3 separate regions of the Drosophila melanogaster genome follow, and regions 2 and 3 are each linked to region 1. A link is a contact called in public Hi-C data. All regions are on one chromosome and are shown on one strand. The core of a region is the stretch at or near the end of the contact, and the rest is flanking DNA. Distances in the headings are between cores, read along the strand shown.

The links. Hi-C and Micro-C count contacts between places; a contact is called where the count stands out from the background.
Region 2: a Hi-C map of the S2 cell line shows a contact between it and region 1, with 2.4 times the contacts expected there. The contact joins the promoter of RpL6 here to the promoter of Loxl1 in region 1. A contact is called at or near these places in 11 of 107 Hi-C or Micro-C datasets (the Clone 8 cell line, the D17-c3 cell line, the Kc167 cell line and 4 more) and 2 of 6 datasets of contacts at active chromatin or transcription factors (both in the Kc167 cell line).
Region 3: a Hi-C map of the Kc167 cell line shows a contact between it and region 1, with 4 times the contacts expected there. The contact joins the promoter of CG12054 here to the promoter of Loxl1 in region 1. A contact is called at or near these places in 3 of 107 Hi-C or Micro-C datasets (the D17-c3 cell line, the Kc167 cell line and eye imaginal disc).

What each region holds. Positions count from the first base shown.
Region 1 is chr3R:31,458,571-31,461,698 of dm6, reverse strand. Loxl1 (Lysyl oxidase-like 1) reads left to right here and starts at 1,830. Exons shown (of 2, transcript NM_079868.3): 1 at 1,830-2,821; 2 at 2,877-3,128. The coding sequence starts at 1,978. The coding sequence ends at 3,115. It overlaps CG11334, which reads left to right. Exons shown (of 6, transcript NM_170551.3): 3 at 543-778; 4 at 837-1,069; 5 at 1,136-1,299; 6 at 1,358-1,877. The coding sequence ends at 1,687.
Region 2 is chr3R:31,594,513-31,597,752 of dm6, reverse strand. RpL6 (Ribosomal protein L6) reads left to right here and starts at 1,549. Exons shown (of 3, transcript NM_170554.2): 1 at 1,549-1,705; 2 at 2,152-2,232; 3 at 2,290-2,961. The coding sequence starts at 1,595. The coding sequence ends at 2,829. It overlaps CycG (Cyclin G), which reads left to right. Exons shown (of 6, transcript NM_001276217.2): 6 at 1-1,111. CG1774 reads right to left here. Exons shown (of 2, transcript NM_143618.3): 2 at 3,034-3,240. The coding sequence ends at 3,158.
Region 3 is chr3R:31,219,201-31,222,362 of dm6, reverse strand. CG12054 reads right to left here and starts at 1,661. Exons shown (of 7, transcript NM_001260456.2): 1 at 1,521-1,661; 2 at 898-1,450. The coding sequence starts at 997. ATPsynC (ATP synthase, subunit C) reads left to right here and starts at 2,733. Exons shown (of 4, transcript NM_143595.2): 1 at 2,733-2,827. mir-4949 (mir-4949 stem loop) reads left to right here and starts at 2,991; the gene lies at 2,991-3,089.

The DNA.
Region 1 (3,128 bases), core at 581-3,080:
CTTGTCTCTTGTCGCTTGTCGTATGTCCCTTGCCCGGCTATAAATAACGTAATTGAAATTAAAAATTTAAAAACGCTTGCCAAAAATAAAACTACTCCGCGCACGTCACTTGGCGATCGGTTCCCACTGGGCTAATGCCCCAACAAGAAGATGATGGCCCATGGCCCATTGGTGGCCGATCGTTTATGTGTGAGCACGCGCCTTGTCACGTGGAGCCTCGCCGTTTTCCATGTAAGCTATTTACTCCGCCTTTTGCATCGTCATCTGATAAGCCAAGATAGGCTGACCCACCTAATCTGTCTGCTCTTCGCTCTTGTTTATGAATAACGACAATATAGCAGCGAAATTATTGCCCCAACGGTCTCATTTGAGACATGACAACAGCATGACAGCCTGATATTTTAAATATTCTCATTTAGCATCTTGATTGATCACGACTATTAATGGGTACTCGTTTCATATAGTCATGAAAAGTGGGTGCGTTTAAGGGACCATTAAAAATAAAACAAGCAATTTAAACTAATATTTTTGACTCTTTGAAGGTGCGTGGTGCTCCGGCCATCGCTATCGTTGGCTGCCTCTCCCTGGCCGTGGAAATCAACCCGGAGGATTTTGAGAACAAGAAATCACTGCGGCAGGAGATTGAGGGAAAGTTGAACTATTTGGTTTCCGCCAGGCCTACGGCGGTCAACATGAAGATCGCAGCCGACGAGCTCATCACCCTGGCCAACGAACTTTACAAGGACGAGGCAATCGACGTGACCCAAATGAAGCATAGGTAACCTCCTTACTGGGCTACGAGACGAGCACACAAAGTTAACCCCCTTCTGTTTAAGATTTCTGGACGCGACCGAAGCTATGCTAAAAAAAGACATTGCCGATAACCGTGCCATTGGAGCGAATGGAGCCCAGGCGATCCTACAGGGCGTGGCGAAGGCAGGTAAAGCGCCCGCTGGATCGACGGGATCCGTCCGGGTGCTTACCCACTGCAACACGGGTTCCCTGGCCACCGCCGGGTACGGTACAGCTCTGGGAGTGGTCCGCCAACTGGCCGAGCTGGGAAAACTGGGTGAGTACTTAATAGAGTTTGGTACATTTATTGATTACTTACGCACTTTTGCACTTTTCGCTCTAGAGCACGTTTATTGCACAGAGACTCGTCCTTACAATCAGGGAGCCCGCCTCACAGCCTACGAACTGGTCCACGAGAAATTCCCCGCCACTCTGGTTCTGGATAGCATGGTGGCGGCTCTGCTGCGGGCCAAAAATGTGGCTGCTGTGGTTGTAGGAGCAGATCGTGTAAGTAAGCCTCTTAATGATTAACTATTTTCGATTAATGGTTTCTTCCCTTCCTTAGGTGGCCTCCAATGGCGACACGGCCAACAAGATTGGTACCTACCAGATTGCCGTGGTTGCCAAGCACCACGACGTGCCATTTTACGTAGCCGCCCCTCTGACTTCCATCGATCTAGCGATTCCCGGAGGCGATCACATCATCATTGAGGAGCGTCCCGACCGGGAAATGACGCACGTGGGAGAGCACCGCATCGCTGCCCCGGGCATTAACTGCTGGAACCCCGCCTTCGATGTGACCCCTGCCTCTCTGATCACAGGCATCATCACGGAACGCGGTGTCTTCAAGCCGGCGGAACTGAAAGAGGCCATCACTAAGTTGCTAGAGTCCTAACCGGCGCACAGAAGTAGTTTACACATGCACTCCATACCCCCAAAAAAAGAAACCGCAGAAACCAGAGCACGCGCGCTCGGAATAGGCATTTTGCCAGCTGAGTTTTGTATACAAACGTTTTCCCGCCTGCCAAGCAGATGTGGGTCGATCCGTTGGGAAGCACAACGCACAATATACCTCCTACACATGTAGCCCCATTTGCCAGTTGTTACCCTACTGGCGCATTGTTCCATTGACTTTAAAACTGGTTGCGATTTGGGTGTGCTCCACCAGAAGGGGCTGAATGGGCGATGGCTTCGTTCCGGTTTCAATTGTTGCAGCTCCTAGTGGTTCTCAGCCAAGGTTGGGCCAACCTCAACGTGCAGAACAACTATAGAAACATGATGGTCCGACTGGCCACTAACAAGGCAGCGCTCGCCGGTATTCAAGTCCTCCGCGAGGGACGCGTGGAGGTGAGCTTTGACTTTGGCGCCTCATGGGGTACGATCTGCAGCACTTCGTGGAGCATGCGGGAGGCAAATGTGGTGTGCCGACAGCTAGGATTGGGCTACGCTTCCAAGGCAAGCCAGGGAACGGAGCACGGGGATAGCCGGAAGTATCCCTGGGGCATGGTGGGCACTCTGTGCAGGGGAACCGAGCGTCGCCTAGCCGACTGCATCCGGGAGTCCCACTACCCGAACCTCTGCAATGCCAGAAACCATAATGTCAGCATTGCGGCCTGTGTTAGCCATTCGGCTGACCTGGAGATCGGACTGGTGGACATCGAGAGAACCGCCCGCCTGGAGGCCGTGCCCATGTCGCGGCTCACATGCGCCATGGAAGAGCACTGTGTTTCCGCCGACGCTTACGAGATCCGAAGGACGAATCCGCACGCTGCGAGGATACTGCTTCGCTTTTCCGTTAAGGCTTCCAATGTGGGCACCGCCGATGTAAGCCCATACGCTAACTACAAGGAATGGGTATGGCACCAGTGCCACAGACACTACCACAGCATGAATGTTTTTGCCACCTTTGATGTTTACGACCTCAACTACCGGAAGGTGGCCCAGGGGCACAAGGCCTCCTTTTGCCTGATGGACAGTGAATGCCGGCCAGGAGTACGGCAAAAGTACACCTGTGGCAACACCACCCAAGGTACGTGCACCTGTGACAGCTTCTAAGGAGTCACTAGTAACCCATCTCCTTGCAGGCATTTCCGTGGGCTGCGCAGACACCTACACCGATGTGTTGGACTGCCAGTGGGTGGATGTTACCCGAGTTCCCATCAACCGACGCTACATCCTGCGAGTGGCCCTCAATCCCGAGTACAAGCTGGGAGAGATATCCTTCGAGAACAACGGAGCTGAGTGCCTTCTTGACTACACTGGCGTACGGCAGACGACAAGGATTTTCAACTGTCGGCGAAAGCCGCTTTGGTTTAAGATTTGATTTTGTGTACAGT
Region 2 (3,240 bases), core at 300-2,799, 140 kb before region 1:
AGTTTTAGAGAGCATAGGCAAACTAACGCAGAGCATAAAACAATTGAAATTTCGAAAATTCAGAAAACTTTTATTTAAATCCACTTGGCAGCGGAATGTGCAAACTCCTGTCTGTAAATTTGAATAAAATGCGTTTGCCCCGCCAAAGGGGCATTCAGATTTCATGAATATTTACAACAAACTCGCCTGTTTTATTTCACTCCGTCCGTGGCCATCCGCTGGCGTGACGCCAGACGCAGTGCAGCGGCGACTCCGGCGAAATGTGAGTACACCAGCACCAGCACCATTTCCATAACCCCGACTTCCGATCGAGTGTAAATAAGCCCGGCGACTTTGCTGTAAATATTCAAGTTCTCTCAACTAACAATTGTGCAATAGATTCCCTATACTTCAGTAACCTTCTGAACCACAGCCTGAAGATCAGTTCTGTGAAAGCTGTGAGTGAGAAAGCAGAATCCGAATACATTGTTAACACAGTCGAAATGCGAAACAAATAATTATATTTAAGCGACGGAGATCATCATGTGTTCGTTTAAGCTTAGTCCACTATAAATAACAGCCAATTGACGATTAGGCGATTAAGAGAAAGGTGAAAGCGGTGAAAATATGTCTAGCACTAAGTTTTTCTACCATCGACTGCCACGGGCTGAGATTTCATAATTTTAACAACTAGCAAATTTTACATTGTATTTAGCGCGGAGTTAGTTAAATATTTGCAAGTATCAACATCAAAAACATGAATGAAAATCTCAATTATTGTATATTTAGTTTTTATTTGACGACTACTTTTATTCATGATAACAATGATGGTGGGCAATTGCCCATCGTCAAGTTTTGAGCTTATATTCGGTTGAGGTTTACACTTTAGGATTAGTTACCACACGAAATGAATTCATACTGTACATTACGAACCACTCATTTTATTTATTTTAAATTACATCCTGTAACTAACAATTAGACTCTACTTTAGGCGTCCACCAGAATCATTATAAGCAAATGGATCATTGTGTAAAGAAATGTGGAACAAGTTGTTTGAAAACAGCTGAAGCTCGTGATTTAAATCATTATACACATTACAACAAATAAATGGAAAAAAGTATTATTAAATGGTAAATGAAAAGGCGTGTCTTCAATTTATTTTATCTTTAAGCTGACATATTTCGGATTATTTATCTTTCTGACTGTTTAATTTTTTAAATTGGTCATTCAATAAATCGACCGTTAAGCTTATCGATTTTTATTGCAATAGATTTAAAACGTTGCGATACTTTTTATATTGCGACTGTGTGCATTTTTTTTATCGATAGCAGACCCGATTACACAAATAATGCTATAAACATGAGTTCTAATGTTAATTAAAATCCACTGTTATAGGAACTGAAACTATATTTGTAACTTTCAGCTCTTGAGTAGAAATAATCAATGCTGGGGAAATTATGTTTTAATTTGGGGTATATAGATGGTATGTTTACAAACTGAATTGGTATTTCTTCGGTAACCGGGTGGTATTTTTGTATCGACCGCCCTGGTCACACCGCTCTAGACATAACCTTCCTTTTCCAATAATTTTTGTGCTGTGTACACGTGTTTCACAATGGCACCCATCGAGAAAGCTAAAAAGGTGGCCAAGTCGGCCAAAAAGGGCAAGAAGCACCCCGTCAACTCCTACCTGAAGGGCGGTATCCTGCGTTACTCCAAGGCCCAGGTAAATATCGCCGGAAACAGTGGGGAAATGGCCTCTGGCCCGAGTGACGCCTCCGCCCGATGAGAAGGCGCAGCAGCGTGGCTTACTTGTGGTTCTCCGATTCCAAGGGATCCGATACTTGCTCATCTATCCGCGGGATGGACCACACACCATCCACCCACTTTGAGTTAGTTTTACTTGAAAACTCAGTATTCGTCAGTGCGGTTCCTGAATCCAAATGCATTTATTTTAATTCCCGTGTGTTCAAGTGGCTATGAGTACAAACCATGCATACTTTGCCTAAATTGTTTACTCTTCTCACAAATAAGTTCAATAATCCTCAATGCCCTTGCTTGTGACTGTGCAACAAGTGGAGCGTATTAGTGATACACGTAAACAAAATAACCCCCTAGTTCAAAGGCTTGTGGATCAAGGATCAAGCTAACCACTTTTCCAACCTATTTCAGATGTACAAGCGTCGTGCTCTGTACCGCCTGAAGGACAAGAAGAGCCCCGTCGTGGAGAAGGCCAAGGTGCCCATCAAGAAGGTGAAGAAGATCGGAGGACCCAAGAACGGCGGTGAGCGCACGGTCTTCCTGAAGAAGAGCAAGGCCTCCTACCCGACCAAGACGTTCGTGAAGAAGCGCCCCTCCAAGGCAAACTTCAGCGAGCACAAACGCAACACGCGCCGCAACCTGACCCCCGGAACCGTGCTCATCCTGCTGGCCGGACGCCACCAGGGCAAGCGCGTCGTCCTGTTGAAGGTCTTGGCCTCCGGACTCCTGCTGGTCACCGGACCCTTCGCCCTCAACTCGTGCCCGCTGCGTCGCGTGTCCCAGCGCTACGTGATCGGCACCTCCTCGAAGGTGGATCTCGGTGCCTTCAAGGTGCCCGAGCACCTGAACGACGCCTACTTCCGCCGTCTGAAGGCTAAGAAGGACAAGAAGACCGGCGAGGCCGACATCTTCGCGGCCAAGAAGGAGCGCTTCGTGCCCAACGAGCAGCGCAAGAAGGACCAGAAGGAGGTGGACGCCGCCCTGCTGAAGGTCATCAAGGCCCATCCCGAGGGCAAGTTCTTCGCCAAGTACTTGCAGAACATGTTTGCCCTGCACTCCTCCCAATACCCCCACCGCATGCGATTCTAAGCGAGGGGATGGATTTGGTTCTTCAGTTTAAGGATTTCTAAAGCAAAAACACTGTACAAGCGCGCCCGCTGGTTAGACTAACAGGATTTGTAAAATAAACCTTACAAAACGGAAAGTTTTGGCCTTTTCATCAAAGAACCCCAGCTGTGACGATTAGTTCATTTTCTAAAATCCAATAATTGCACACAAGCATCAATTTAAATTCCTTTCTACAATTTTATTTCATTGATATATCCTATAAATTATAAAATAACAGCTATAAAGTTAAAATTCCATCAGATTAACATATTTGGATCAACTACAACTTCGATTTACATTAGCGCTAATTCTAAGTGCTGATATGATTTGAGCTCTCTTTGGCCACTTCGATAGGATCGGGGTACTCCGGCTGCAAGTGCAGAGCGCCCAGGA
Region 3 (3,162 bases), core at 412-2,911, 240 kb after region 1:
CCCGTTTTCGTAATGCGGCAACACTACTGAGCTTAACTCTATTGATTTTTCGCCCTCGAAAACCCCGCCCCTCGCCATACAATCACTAAAATTAGAATTTGTTTATTTCAGCCGGTAAACACACACCGTGGAAATGATTAATTGGAAGCCCACGGGAGTCACGTGGACGGGAAAGTTCAAGTATCGATTGTGATTGTGAGTGCGTGGTATGAGCGGAGGGGGAAGGCGCATGGGGCAGACAAGAAGCGCATCTCCTCCAACTTCTAAGTTCCAACTCCGATTACCGGATGCGGATACACCTGCCATGGAAACGAACGCCAGAAACAGCCGAACCCAAGCCAAGCCATGCGGACAGGTCAAAAAAAGGGCGCTCAACTCGCCGGTTTCCACTACACCGCAAACAACAACTAGATGCTGTGCTGGCCTTCCAAACACACACGCACGCACACACACAGACAGGCGGGGTTTTGAATGGATCACCGGCTTTTTTGCTTTTGTTTTGCTTGTGCTGCGCTCTCGCTCGCACCCGCACTTTCCAGCCAGCGCACCGATCAACGAATGCTGTACGCGCCTGGAAAACAGGGCGTGTGTGTGCGGCGTGCAGCGGTGTGTGTGGGCACAGGTAGCCATTTCCAGGCTTCCAGCATCGATTTTGCCTTTAAGTGCAATAAATGCCGAATGCAAACTGCAAATCATATCGTAGAAACAACATCCAATTCACCACGAAGCCGTTCACGCACTCACACACTGACGAACTCGCACACCTCTGCCCCGCTGCGATCCGATTTGTTTTTTTATTTATGCCGCGGCGAGTAAATAAAATAAACAAAACACACCGAGAACATCACGCGACGGTCAAATGATAGCGATATTTACGGTGTTTACGACCCGTCTCACCTATGTGGGTGTCCTCGATGTGGGAAATCAGATCGCTCAAGCTCGGAAACGTGATGCCGCAGCCATTGTACTTGCAGACGTTGATCAGGAAAACGGCCATAATATATATCGTATTATCATATATATATATATATCACGTATTCCGAAGAGAACGAATGTGGCGAGTTATGTAAAAAAACAGCAACTAAATCGGGGGCTGGTCAGTGTGGCCAGGTCAGCACTGCACCGAAACGTCCATTTCCAGGGCTGCAATTTCAGCTTAGCGGCGACTCCCACCCACTTCCAATGTGCTGTGGTGAGTTTAGGGGGTTATGTGGCGTTTGATCGGGCGAATACTGTTCGTTGGTAATCAGGCGATAATAAGTCGCTTTCGAAATTCAGCAGGAGTACATGGCTTGTTTTTTTGTTAGCGATGAACCCTGCTTGTACTGCAATTCAGCTGCTTCTGCCGTCTCTTTCCCTACGCCGCTGTTCGGTGTGGTGTGTTTCGCTCCTCTGGCGTTTCCTCACACACGCACACACTCATGCGCAAGTGATGTTATGCAATTGAGGGCTGCAACATTTTGGGGGGCGTAACTGGGTTTAACTGACTTCAAATTAGCATCAGTATTATATTTACTTACAGCATTCTGTGCTTCGATTCAGTTGCATTCGCAGTTGCCGCTGGGTAATTAAAACATAATTTAAGCCGACGTGACGTAGACACAAACACCGACGTCGAACGACGCGTAACGCTGCGTTTGTGGTGGTGTGCGTGACTGTGGTGAGTTTGCACGTACCAGGGCTGCACTGCATTCTCGGGCTCTTAGCGAGTGCACCCTCCTAACTAATTTAAGTCTAGCAGATACACCTTCCTATAGAACATTAAATATTTTGAGAATACAAACTTATATTTCGATGAAAATATGCCGGCCGGCTCTAGTTATTTACTAAGGCATTATTCCATAAGAAATTATTACAAGAAATAAATAAAAAATTTTATATTGTTTATTGCGTATAGAATTATGAAAAGATGCCAGAGGGCTCTAGTCGTTTCCTTTTGTATATATAGTTCCGTAAAAATTAATGAAAACAATAAATAATAATTAATTATATATTATATTATATATTATATATAATATAAAATTACACTTTTATTTCAATTTCGGGATAGGCATACTTGAAGCTTAGCTAAGGTTTATTAAAATGTTACCATATATATAATTTTTACATATGAATTTAATATTTTCCACCCCATCAAATATATTTTAAAAAGACAGGGAAACTTAGGGCACGATGAATATTATTACAACTGAAGTCTGGTTATATTTTATATACATAATTTCATCAACTATATTGATGATAAAAATATATTTCACAATACATATGTATGTAGTTAAATAAAAGAATAGATTATGTGCATGTAAAACACAAACGATTATACATACTTATTTGGCCCTACACTTGCCAAATTCATTGAAAACTTATCTAATTTATCTAATTATCTAATTATCTAATTTATCTATTGCATTTGCTGGTTGAAAAATTTTCAGAATGACCCGTTTTTATGGACCGTTCGCCAAAGATTTTATTTTATTAATTTGTAGTATAAATAAATAAACAAAATTAGAAAGACGCAGTTTCGTGGGAAAGGGCTATTTAATTGATTCTACGTATCCACTACTGTTATGGTCACACTGCGCCTATTGTGCAAGGGCAACCTCCTATTCTAGCAAAGACTCGCTCCTGGGGCGCGTCTCTGCTGAAAATGTGTAGCCAGGACTTGCACCGTGGATTGGGTTCTCAACCAAAATGGTATTTCTGGTACTTTCCAGTATTAAATCGACCTATCGTCCTTTTTCCCAGCTCCCGCTGACGGCCACACTTAGCACCCCCCAAAAGTCAGCGAAATTGTCAAATTCGTTTTACTGTTGTGAAGGGTTCGTTCGAAGTGAGTTGCTTTTTCCGGGTTTTTCCGTCCGCTGGCGGAGCACCCCCCTTATCAGCACCCCTCTGTTGGGTAACAGCCGTGCAAACGCCTCAGATAGCCAAAAAACGCGGAATTAGTGAAGAATCGTGTGAAATTTCGCCAATTAAAGTGCGAAACGTGTTTGATAATGCGCCGCCATCTTGCGGCACACTCGCACACACACACGTGTGCCATTCTGGTTTTGCAGTGGTGTGCGTGTGTGCCTCGAGTCGTTGCGTCACTGGAAAAGTTAGAAAATCGGCAAATTCGCAGAGGAAAAGCCAGCAAATCGGTTTCAATTGATGACTGAGCACAGA